Regions from separate parts of the Mus musculus genome. Here regions 1 and 2 are each linked to region 3. The links are chromatin contacts, called in public promoter capture Hi-C maps. All regions are on one chromosome and are shown on one strand. Each heading gives the region's core, a stretch centred on a gene start, on an enhancer-like site or on the middle of the called end of the contact. The rest is flanking DNA. Distances are from core to core; before and after follow the strand shown.

The links. Promoter capture Hi-C pulls out the DNA fragments that hold promoters and counts their contacts.
Region 1: a contact with region 3 is called in a promoter capture Hi-C map of second pharyngeal arch cranial neural crest, with 3 times the contacts expected there. The contact joins the enhancer-like site here to the promoter of Gtf2a1l in region 3. A contact is called at or near these places in 9 of 39 promoter capture datasets (the 3T3-L1 cell line, 3T3-L1-derived adipocytes, embryonic stem cells and 5 more).
Region 2: a promoter capture Hi-C map of embryonic stem cells shows a contact between it and region 3, with 3 times the contacts expected there. The contact joins the enhancer-like site here to the promoter of Gtf2a1l in region 3. A contact is called at or near these places in 8 of 39 promoter capture datasets (the 3T3-L1 cell line, 3T3-L1-derived adipocytes, the HPC-7 cell line and 4 more), 2 of 484 Hi-C or Micro-C datasets (adipose-derived mesenchymal stem cells and cerebral cortex) and 1 of 9 other capture datasets (embryonic stem cells).

The regions. Positions count from the first base shown.
Region 1 is chr17:89,458,563-89,462,056 of GRCm38.p6, reverse strand. No RefSeq gene overlaps it. Among named protein-coding and RNA genes, the nearest start is that of Gm4719, 81 kb to the right of the region's middle. Within about 2 kb of position 1,321, at least 2 of the 459 cell types and tissues checked have an H3K27ac peak or open chromatin away from gene starts, as enhancers often do. A contact at or near this core is called in second pharyngeal arch cranial neural crest, where this site is marked.
Region 2 is chr17:89,270,110-89,273,641 of GRCm38.p6, reverse strand. No RefSeq gene overlaps it. Among named protein-coding and RNA genes, the nearest start is that of 4933400B14Rik, 48 kb to the left of the region's middle. Within about 2 kb of position 1,316, at least 2 of the 459 cell types and tissues checked have an H3K27ac peak or open chromatin away from gene starts, as enhancers often do. A contact at or near this core is called in embryonic stem cells, where this site is marked.
Region 3 is chr17:88,667,099-88,670,301 of GRCm38.p6, reverse strand. It overlaps Gtf2a1l (general transcription factor IIA, 1-like), which reads right to left and starts at 1,642. Exons shown (of 9, transcript NM_023630.2): 1 at 1,571-1,642. The coding sequence starts at 1,591.

The DNA.
Region 1 (3,494 bases), core at 72-2,571, 790 kb before region 3:
ACACCATCAGTAACAATCTTCTAAATAGGAAAAGCAGGCATTAAAAACCTATGGCTGATTTCACTCCATTTTCCTCTCCTTCACAACAGTAAACAAAGGCTATTACATTGTGATTCAACTTGTACCACCGAAATAAGGAACACACTCTGAGTGTTGAAAATTTTCCCTGCTGAAAAAGCTGGCTAAAATCAATGTAGATACTCAGATAAAACACACACACACACACAAACACACACACACACACACACATGCACACACACATGCACACATACACACACAAAACAAAACAAAACAAAACAAAAAACTTTGTTTATTCAATTGGCATCCCGATATCAGCTCTTCATTTCCTCTGAGTACCCCCATGAAGAGCCTCTACTATTCTTCCATCCTCTTCTCCCCTGAGAATGGGGGAGGCCCCCTATAGGTATTACCCCCACCCAGCACATTAGATTGCTGCAAGACTAGGCACATCTTCTCCCACTGAGGCCAAACAAGACAATCCATTTAGGTGAACAGGAGTCATAAGCCAGTAGGCAACAGATTCAAGAAGAGCCCTGATGTTGGGGACCAAGCTGCTCATCTGTCACATATGTGCAGGGGGCCCAGGTCTAGTTCCTGCTCAATCCTTAATGTACAATCAAGATCTTTAACTATTTGTGGGTGTTTGAGTGTGTGTGTGTGTGTGTGTGTGTGTGTGTGTGTGTGTGTGTGTGTGTATGAAAGAGAGAGAGCAAGACCAAAAATTAATCTTGCTAAATGTCACTTTACACTTCATTTTCTAGCCAAATTTGGGGTCCAAGTCATGTATATCAGGTTCTTCTAATCCCTCTGAGTTATGTGAGTCAATTCTGGTCCCATGATTCAGTGTCAGAGAGCATGTCTCTTGATCAAAAAAATGTTCTAATGAGGGAAGGACATAATTTGCACAGGGGAGGTTAGGAGTTTTAGAAACTTGGTCTTTCTCATAACTGGGAACTCTTCCTGGAGAGGGTTAGCTGTCTCCACAAGGAACGCTTCTTGCTTCATGGGAAAGCATTTTTGCTCTGTCACTATCACTGCTGGTTAGCCCTTTCACATGACTCCTATGGTCTCTTGACTCACTTCACTTTCTATAGACTTTTTTTTTTGTTGTTGTTGTTTTGTTTTTTTTTCAATTTCAGTCAACCTTCAATATTGAAAAGAATCTTAAGTTTTAGATTCATCCATAAGTTTTCAACTCTTCATCCATAAGACTGCAGAAGTAGACCCCTGCTACAGCTGACTGTATTGTGTGAAGCAGAAACAAAAGCTTATTTGAGAAGCCATATTAACAACACCACTCACATCTGTTCTTCGTTAACTTATCAGACCCTATTACTGGGCAAACACTTTAATCCCTAATGCAGACACTGATGAATACATATTAGTAGAATGGGGGCGTGGATTTCACACACATTGACAAAGCTGCCTTCTCTGTGGACTCACATCTTAGAACAGCCCCACACTTTCGGTGTAGCTCCTGGAACAACACTGTGAATTTCTCCATTCATATACTCGAGACAAAAGGCGTTTCTGCAGTTTTCTATTAAAATAGTCCAGAAGCTCTGACTCCTGTGAACCTTCAATCACATATCCACTTCCACATCATTTCTATTATCTGTCTCTCAAACTCAGTAAGCTCACATGGAACGTGGATGCTTGCTGAAAGCAACAGCAATGCTGTGGGAGCAAACACTGGGGGGCAATAAAATAATTCTTACTTTTTTGATGGATAGAGCACAAATGAATGTTTACTACCAGACAGATTTGTAGCAAATCTACAGAATTAATTCATGCAGAGGAAACAATCATGGGAAAAAGATTAATAAACCAAGAAAACCACTTACATAGTAATAATTTTAAAGAGTTAAAAAAAAATACCAAATTGAGTTATTGACATACACTTTTAGCCATGGCTCTTTTAAACATCAACCTTCAAGTTCCAAACAGCAATCTTCTTTCTACTTCCTCAACACCCTCATAATTAATACAAGTCTCCAGATCCCCTTGTCTCCTGGTCCCTACACCATTCCTCCCATTAATACTTTAGATAACAATATAAAACAGAGCATTGGGTCCCTGCAATGGTATTCCACTTAATGTATGTAAATGTTTGCAAACAATTAGCAATATGTGACAGAATAGATTGGAAGAAAGAAAAACCCAACAAAATTTCGGCACATACCTTTATTGTAAGATGATTTTGTTGAGAAATTAACTTAGGTCTATTTTAATTTTAGGAAAATGAATTAAGAACATGTCTTTATAAAGATATTTTATGACCTCTAGATGCTAATTTCCTAAGTTTATATGTTTTCTTAACTTCATTGACACTTGTTATATATACATGGAGAAAGAAACTGATATAAAGACCAAAGGCCATGTACAGGGAAGGACAGTTAAAATTAAGGTCCACTTGAGGGGTAGTATGAAAACCTAATACAATAAAAATTCAATGCATAGAAGTACTTATGTGAAAACTTCTAAATTAAAATCACCAAATAATAGGAGTGACAAACCCCAATTGAACTTCTTTCACCACCAAATGAAACCTCCAGAGCTGGGAATGTTGGTCAAGCAGGACCCATAGAAACTCCAAAACAATCCAGGATATTTCCAAGGTTATTGGTTACTCTTCAAAAATGGATGGTAAGGACCTATTGCTGAAGACAACACCTGTAAGGTCCACTAGAGTCAGAAAAGTAGAGCAGAGGCCTCCTTAGAGCCTTCACTCTACATGGTATTGAAATTCCCTCTGCACTATACTAGGGGAGAAAGATAAACACTAACCCAGCTACAGAGTGTGTGATCTTCAATCATGACCCATCTGAAAGTTATGCTGGTACAGTAGTGAAACAAAATTTGTGAAATAACTAACCTCTACGTGATTGGAATTACGGGTCATTCCATGAGGTGGTACTACCTATGTGACCAAGTACCTAAGACTAGAGAGGCCAGTGATGGGAGGAAACTAAATACTACTGCTCTGTTAAAGAAACATAGCTATAAAATAACTCCTAATGCCATTCTTCTGTCCTCTTATAGCAGTATCTTGCTCAACCATCATCAGCGATGATCCCTCTGGATTAATACAGAGACGCAACTGGACAATTCCCAAAGAGTAAGAGAACTTGGAACACTCAGCTATAGATGGGATTTTTGTCATCAAATCCTTCCCTTCAGGGTGCAAAGAACTCTGAAGAAGATGAGGGGAAAGATTTTAAGAGTCATAGGAAAGGGAGGACAACAAGGAAATAAGTCCTCATAGACTCAACAGGACTGACAGACAGATGAGCTTACAGAGACTGTTTCACCATCGATAGACTGTACAGGCCTATGCCAGATGGAATCCAAGTGATAAGAGGAGGAATAGACACAGACCCCCATCTCTAACGCAGAAGCTATCTCTGAATAACTACTTCTCATAATGAAAAAAGGGTTTCCAACAGAACTTCACTGGGTATACAACCCACACT
Region 2 (3,532 bases), core at 67-2,566, 600 kb before region 3:
GGTCTAAGATGACCCCAGTGCACTGGAACAATAAATTCCTCTTGCTTTTTGCATCAATTCGGGCTCTGAGTGGTTCGCTCAGGGGTTCCCTAATAAACTAAGGGTCGACAGATTCTTACACTTCCAAAGCTGGTGAGTGTGGTGAGCAAGAGCTCCTGAATGCCAGATGAGCTAAATATACAAGGAATAGGTTCTATAAGCTAAGATGAATACGAACCTGTAGAGAAACATTCTTTTAGAGTGAGAAGAGCTATTGCCTTTTGAGATTTAAATACATCTTGTTAAGCCAGCATTATTCACAAGATCTGACTGGTCTTGCTATAGTACGGTGGCACATACCTGCAGTTTCTGCAATAAAGAGGTAGACTGTTGTATAATTTTTTCTTGGGAGTTGTGAGCAAATGTTTCTTCAGACTGGCACTTATGGAAGAATAAAGAAATCAATCCAGAGAGTATATCTGATGAACCAATGAGTTTATTGTGATTATTTACAGAAGCATGGATGACTCTGTTTTAAAAGTAATATATTCCTACCAGTTGCTAAATACTGACACCAAGTTTAAAAATATAAACACCACATACCCAACTCACAGAATACCTTCTATAATTAAAAACATAAAATTCTCTAAAAACAATTAATTTCCTCTGTATTACTCTGAAAATGCCTTTCATCCACTTACATACCACCTCTCTGTTTTACCAGAATTACACTTATGTCTTTCTTCGGAGCACTTGATGAAATACCTCAAAAGAGAAAAATCAGCATTTTGACTATCACTTGGGTTTCTACTCCACTTTAGATCATAAAGTTCCCAAATAAAGGACACAAAACCTTTATGTTAATAATGAACCTTAAAGCATTAGAGCTGCACAGATATCAACCCTCTATGTTCTTCCCTGCCCATAACTCCAAGATATCACTGGATCCACCTACCCCATGGCATCTTCCTGCTAAGGACCAGCCTCATCTTGGAGAAGGGTTATGGAGAAGGGTGTTTGAGAGTGGTGAAATGAACAACTTGAAGTCAAATTGTGGGTTCTGCTAGAGACAGCTTTCCTGATTGCTCTCTCTATGTTCTGCTTCCTCTGATATTCTCCAGACAAAGCTCTGCTTGAGACAGCTTTTTAACAATTCTTAAAACCCTCTGGATAGCTCATCTCTTGCAAATCAAAGGCCCATTTTTTATTTACATAACAATTCCATCATTACCCCCCCCCAGGTTCCTTTTTTGATTACCCCACAAATCAGGAACCCAGGACCCTAGCCCCTTGATTCTTAGAAAGAGAAGCAAGAATAAGCACAGACAATAAGATAGCTGAGTGGGACCCCACCCTAAAATTAACATTTCTACCATTCCTGGTCCTGGACCTAAAGTCCCTCTGTCCCAGGCTGACCTTGAACTCAGGAATCTGCCTTTGTATCTGTCTGTCTCCTTATATTTCTGACAAACTGATTCACAGTACAGCCTCTATTCCTTTAGAACTTTGAAGGTCCTTATACAATTCATGTTACATTTTTATATTGTACATAGTTGAGAAGTTATATATTTGAACTCAGGCTTTTAGAGTTCTTTCCCACGACCTTAAGATCACAGCATCCAACTTGCTGAGACCCAGACATGCCCTAGACTCCCAGACTTTGGGTGTCTCTGATTATCATCCAGTAATTAAATTAAAGAAGCCATTCCTCAAAGGAAGGCAGAAAGTGAAATGTACAGTATAATATAAACCAGTCTTATGTCCAACCATCAACACTCTTGGATGATCATGCCCTTCTGGCTCTGTTCCAGGGGCAGGGGGCATGTCATTCCATCTCCACACATCGTCAAGAATGACCAGTATCCACCTTTCCTCCATTTTCTCTCTTCAGGCCCCAAGCCCTAGGAAGCAAAGCTATGTCTTCCTCTCTTGAGGTACATAATTTAGCATTTGAATATAAGCAGCATCACACCAACCCCATACATTTCCCGCCTTTGGTCTAAATAAAAAGGCTCTTTCTCTTATAATAATAAACAGCATACAGTAGGATCAATTATGAAAAATATTACATAAGAGGTACTGAAAAAGTAAAACATAAAAACAAAATTCTAGGCCTTTAGGCCCAGGTTTGGGAATGTGGCCTTTGTGACTCAATGCTCCAAGGTATGCTAATCATAAAACAGATAGCGACATCCCTCCACCCACCCACTTCCTGTGTTCAAGGAGTATTCATTCGAACAAAGTCACCCTGACCCACCCTGACCATTGCTGGAACCCGCTATGCAAATGTGCTATTGTTAGGGGCTCTTAGAAACTGTCTTGAGAAATAACCCTCACAATTACCAGGTATTCCTCGAGACTCTTGTGACTTTGCACTTCCTTGTGACTCTTAACTGGTATTTTTGGTATTTTCCAACAACGCCCTCCCCACCTCCTTGAGTTGTTGTTTCTTCCTTTAAATACCCCCTGACCCAGCTACTCGGGGCGCCACAGTCCTCTACCCCTGCGTGGTGTATGACCGTGGGCCCGAGAGTGCTCTTGAATAAAAATCCTCTTGCAATTTGCAGCAAGACCGTTTCTTGTGGGTGATTTTGGGGTCCTCATGTTGTGGGTCTTTCAGTACATTCAAAAATTCCAGTATGTTTGTATTTGTAAATATTTGAACAAAGTATTACTTCTCCTATCCTATCTCGGTGAGTTTAGAATTCTGTATCTAAACCCCTTTTTTTCATTACCATATTAAGCATTTAAATCCTCTAATTTTCAAAACTTACACTTACCAACCTTAAAACATCCATTTAAAATTCCCTTCAACCTTCATAACTTGTATTTACTATCCTAGAAACATCTCCTTAGATCCTAACACATTTTCCTAGATACTTTATAAGTTTAGTTGTGAAACTATGCCTATTTAGTTTTCAACCCCATCAGAGACCCAAGAAGAAATAAATAAATATTACCCGAGTATTCAGGAAGTGCAGGGGAAGCAACTTCCAAAAATTATGAAAGTGACAGATAGTTGACTGTCTGGACAGTCCCCAATATTCTCTATAACACTGGAGCATCTATCATCAGCTTTCTTTTTAAAAAGTTTTAAAGTGCTACTTTTTTTCTGGCCTCCTTTCTTAAAAAGACAGAGCTTTAAAACTGTCTTGTTTTCAGGGAGAATTGGTGCCTCTATCAGAGAGTTATCTCTGGTCAGTTTGGGTCTATCCTGTACTTGCCCTCTATATGGTGAAGTTAGGTCTGGTTTATAATACCTGACCCTCAGTCACTGATACTTATTTCAAGATGTCCCGAGAGAGACACCAAGATGCAGATCGATGTAAAAGCAACATGCTTGTTTTCCAGGGCATGAGGGTCAACCTTCAATTAGTCCCTCAAGGTGAGTCACTAAGAAGGTGACCCCCAGTGGCTATTACATGCAGTTTTTATACTTTTTAGGGGTACAGGTTATATCAGTAAGGTTACAATTCAAACTTATTGGCTAAGCATATTGACCTTTAAATCTATTGGCTAGCAAGCATGACATGCGAACTCCTCTGGAAAGTCT
Region 3 (3,203 bases), core at 393-2,892:
ACACAGGACTCCAGTTGCTTTCACAATTGCTTAATTCAGACCAAATGAAAACTGAGGCTTTCTCGGGCTGCTCTTTTCATGCTTCCCACAAAAAATACTCTCACTCCAGGAGCAGCACAATTTAAACTAATCCTTCTAAAGACCCAGGGTAAGTCTATGAATAGGCCAATCAGTAACATTTAAATGTTGTTCACAGGCTTACCCATTAAGACTAAGTGCCCCCAGATGAGCTGCTGCTTCTCCGTCTACCCTGAGAAAGGCTTCTAAACTGAGGCTTCTGTTTTAATCCCAGCTATAAGATCACACTTAAGAGCTGCAGGGAAAACCCCTAGGGATAAAAACATCTTTTAAGACCTGCCCTTGGAGTCTAACAGCAGCAGTCCAAAAGAAGCCAATAAAATACAATTTTTCAAAAGCGTAGTAAGTATTGAACATGTCTCTCTTGTAGGACCGCCGTTAAACTTTATATTGCTTTCTCTATGTTATCTTTATTAAAACTATATATAGTCTGGACCTCCACCTTACCGGTATCTCCAAAAAAAAAAAAAAGAAGAAGAAGAAAATCTCATTGGCAATAACAATCAGGCAAACTGGTATTCGTGGAAAGCTTATATCCAGGCATCCATACTTTACAGTTCTTAAAACATAAAATGAACATACATGAGCATGTCTCTAAAAACGGAACCTTTTATGCTGTATACACAGACTTTTACAGACACAAACCTATCTTGGCTGCCCATTGTCCTTCTGGAAATGGGCATCTGTTGATAGTGGTTTTTGCCTTCAACTTGGGATTTTTAATTTGATGGATCTAACAAGTGCCGTTTTGCCTGTGAATTCTCACTGTGGGGTTTAGCTGTCCTTAGGGCAGCGTTAGAGCATTTCCTATTTAAGCATTAAGATGTTAAAGGGCAAGGAAAGGCAAGATCATGAGGCGACAATCCAAATCACATCACCTCTCATTCCGGGTTAGGAAGTAATCGCGGTGGTGGCGCGCACGTCTTTAATCCCAGCACTTGGGAGGCAGAGGCAGGCGAATTTCTGAGTTCGAGGCCAGCCTGGTCTACAAAGTGAGTTCCAGGACAGCCAGGGCTACACAGAGAAACCCTGTCTCGAACAGCATGAGCCACCTATGTTCCAATAACTAGGATTAGAGCTGGAGGCTGCTCTTTAAAGACTGAGGATCCGGAGTCTGAAGCCAGCCTAGGGTTCCTTTACATGACCTTGTCAAAAAAAAAAAAAAAAAAAAAAAAAAGAGGAGGGAGCAGGGAAAAGGGGGAGGGAGGGAGGGAGGAGAGAGAGAGAGAGAGAGAGAGAGAGAGAGAGAGAGAGAGAGAGAACCTAGGAATTTCTTAAACACAGAGGAAATCATCCTGATTGAGGGAACCCTGCCTCTACACGATGTCTAGGTGCCCTGAAACCTGGGTGACCTCAGTTGGAGTGGAACGCACACTTTTTCAAATGGAATCAGAGCCCCACGTGGCTGTCTTCTATTTCCTGTACCCCATGGTGAAAAGGGGGTGCCTATCAAAGTCTGGAGGGTGTCGGCAAAGCCTGCCCGCCTCCTTACCACCAGGTTGATGAAGGCCATGCCAGCCGCTCTGTGCCTAACCGTTTGCGCCTGCGTGGCAGAGAGCCGCCAGGCTCGCTTTTGAACCGTGGGTCCTCGTTGCTGCGCAACCGCGAGGCCGCTGGGGGCGGAGCTGAGTAGGACCGGGCAAGAAAGGTTAGGGGTTGGAGAAATAAAGTTTGGGCGTGGCACGGGTGTGGTAAGGCGTACAACCAACTTTAGCTAAGGGAGGTTGTGCAGTGTCAGGTCGATGGGGCAACCTCATCTTTGAAGGATGAAGGGAAGAAGAAAGAGGGCAGAAGATGTTATTCCTGTTTTTACCATGCCTCACTAAATATCACTCACAACTGCGCTCTATGCTGCCGTATAAAAAGTGTGACAAGAGCCAAATTCTTCTGTAACTAGTGGTTGAAGTGTGAGCAAAAGCAAAAGCAACTTCACCTGGAAAAGTGTTAAAAATACAGATGAAAGCCACAAAGACGCTCGCTGCCAAGTCTGACCCGTGTGCTAGAAGAGAGTGGGGGCTCTAGAAGCTGTCCTCTGTTCTCCGTAGGAACAGCTGTGCGAGTGGGCACACAGACAATCCATGCATCAATGCGTGTAAAAGAGATTAATACAAACAAGTAAGGGTTCATAAACGTAAACATCTCTACCAAATCAGGGACTGACAACTGGGGGCACAGCATACGGCGACTTCAAATGGTCTCCAGATAGTTCTGATGGGCATTAAAATGAGATTCACTGCCCTAAAACACATTCAAGAGTGGGGCCACATTAAATTTACCTGAAGGGTTCTTTCCTTTTAAAGGTTTGGTGCCTAAGTCTCTCCCCAGAGCATATGATTAAAACTGCAGCCTGAAGACAGAGAACTACCTTTTAAACCAAGTGGGCTCCCCAGTCCTCAGGCAGAAGTTGCCATCTTTGCCCTATAATCAATCTCTCTCTCTCTCTCTCCTCTCTCTCTCTCTCTCTCTCTCTCTCTCTCTCTCTCTCTCTCTCTCTCTCTCTCTCTCTCTCTCTGTCGGTCTCTCTCTCTCCCTCCCTTCCTCTTCCTGTCTCTGCTCTCTTGGGCTTGAAGGAACTTAACTAGCTAAAGCTGAAGATAGATTTAAGCTCACACGTCCCCACTAGTTCAAAGGGGAAAGTCATCTACTTCCACCACTCTGCCTTCAAGCAGCCTTTCTAATCTGAAGATAGATCTCGACCTAACAGATGGTTATGTGATGATTTAAAATCCCATTAGGGTTTAGAGTTGACTGCTTGCTTATTTGTGTGTGTAAGTGCAATAGAGCTGTGTGTGATTGCCCACTTTGAATTGCTTGCCTGGACCAGGTGTAAGCTTCTAGCTGCTGATTCATTTGGTGTCATTTTGAAGACTTTTCCTAAATTAAAAACTACTGGGAATTTCTTTACAAAAAGCCATTATGTGTGGTGATTTTTAATGGTTATATCTCTCTACGTGACAACTTACTACCTCAAATATTCAAAGTGACTTACCATCACCCAAAATAGAAAAGCTAAAAGCAAGCATTGATTCCTTCTGATATTATAAAATCCAATTAAATTATTCAAGCCGGGAAATAAGAAAGCTGAAAAGGTTCTTGTTTTCCATCTTTCTCTTTGCAGGGTTTCA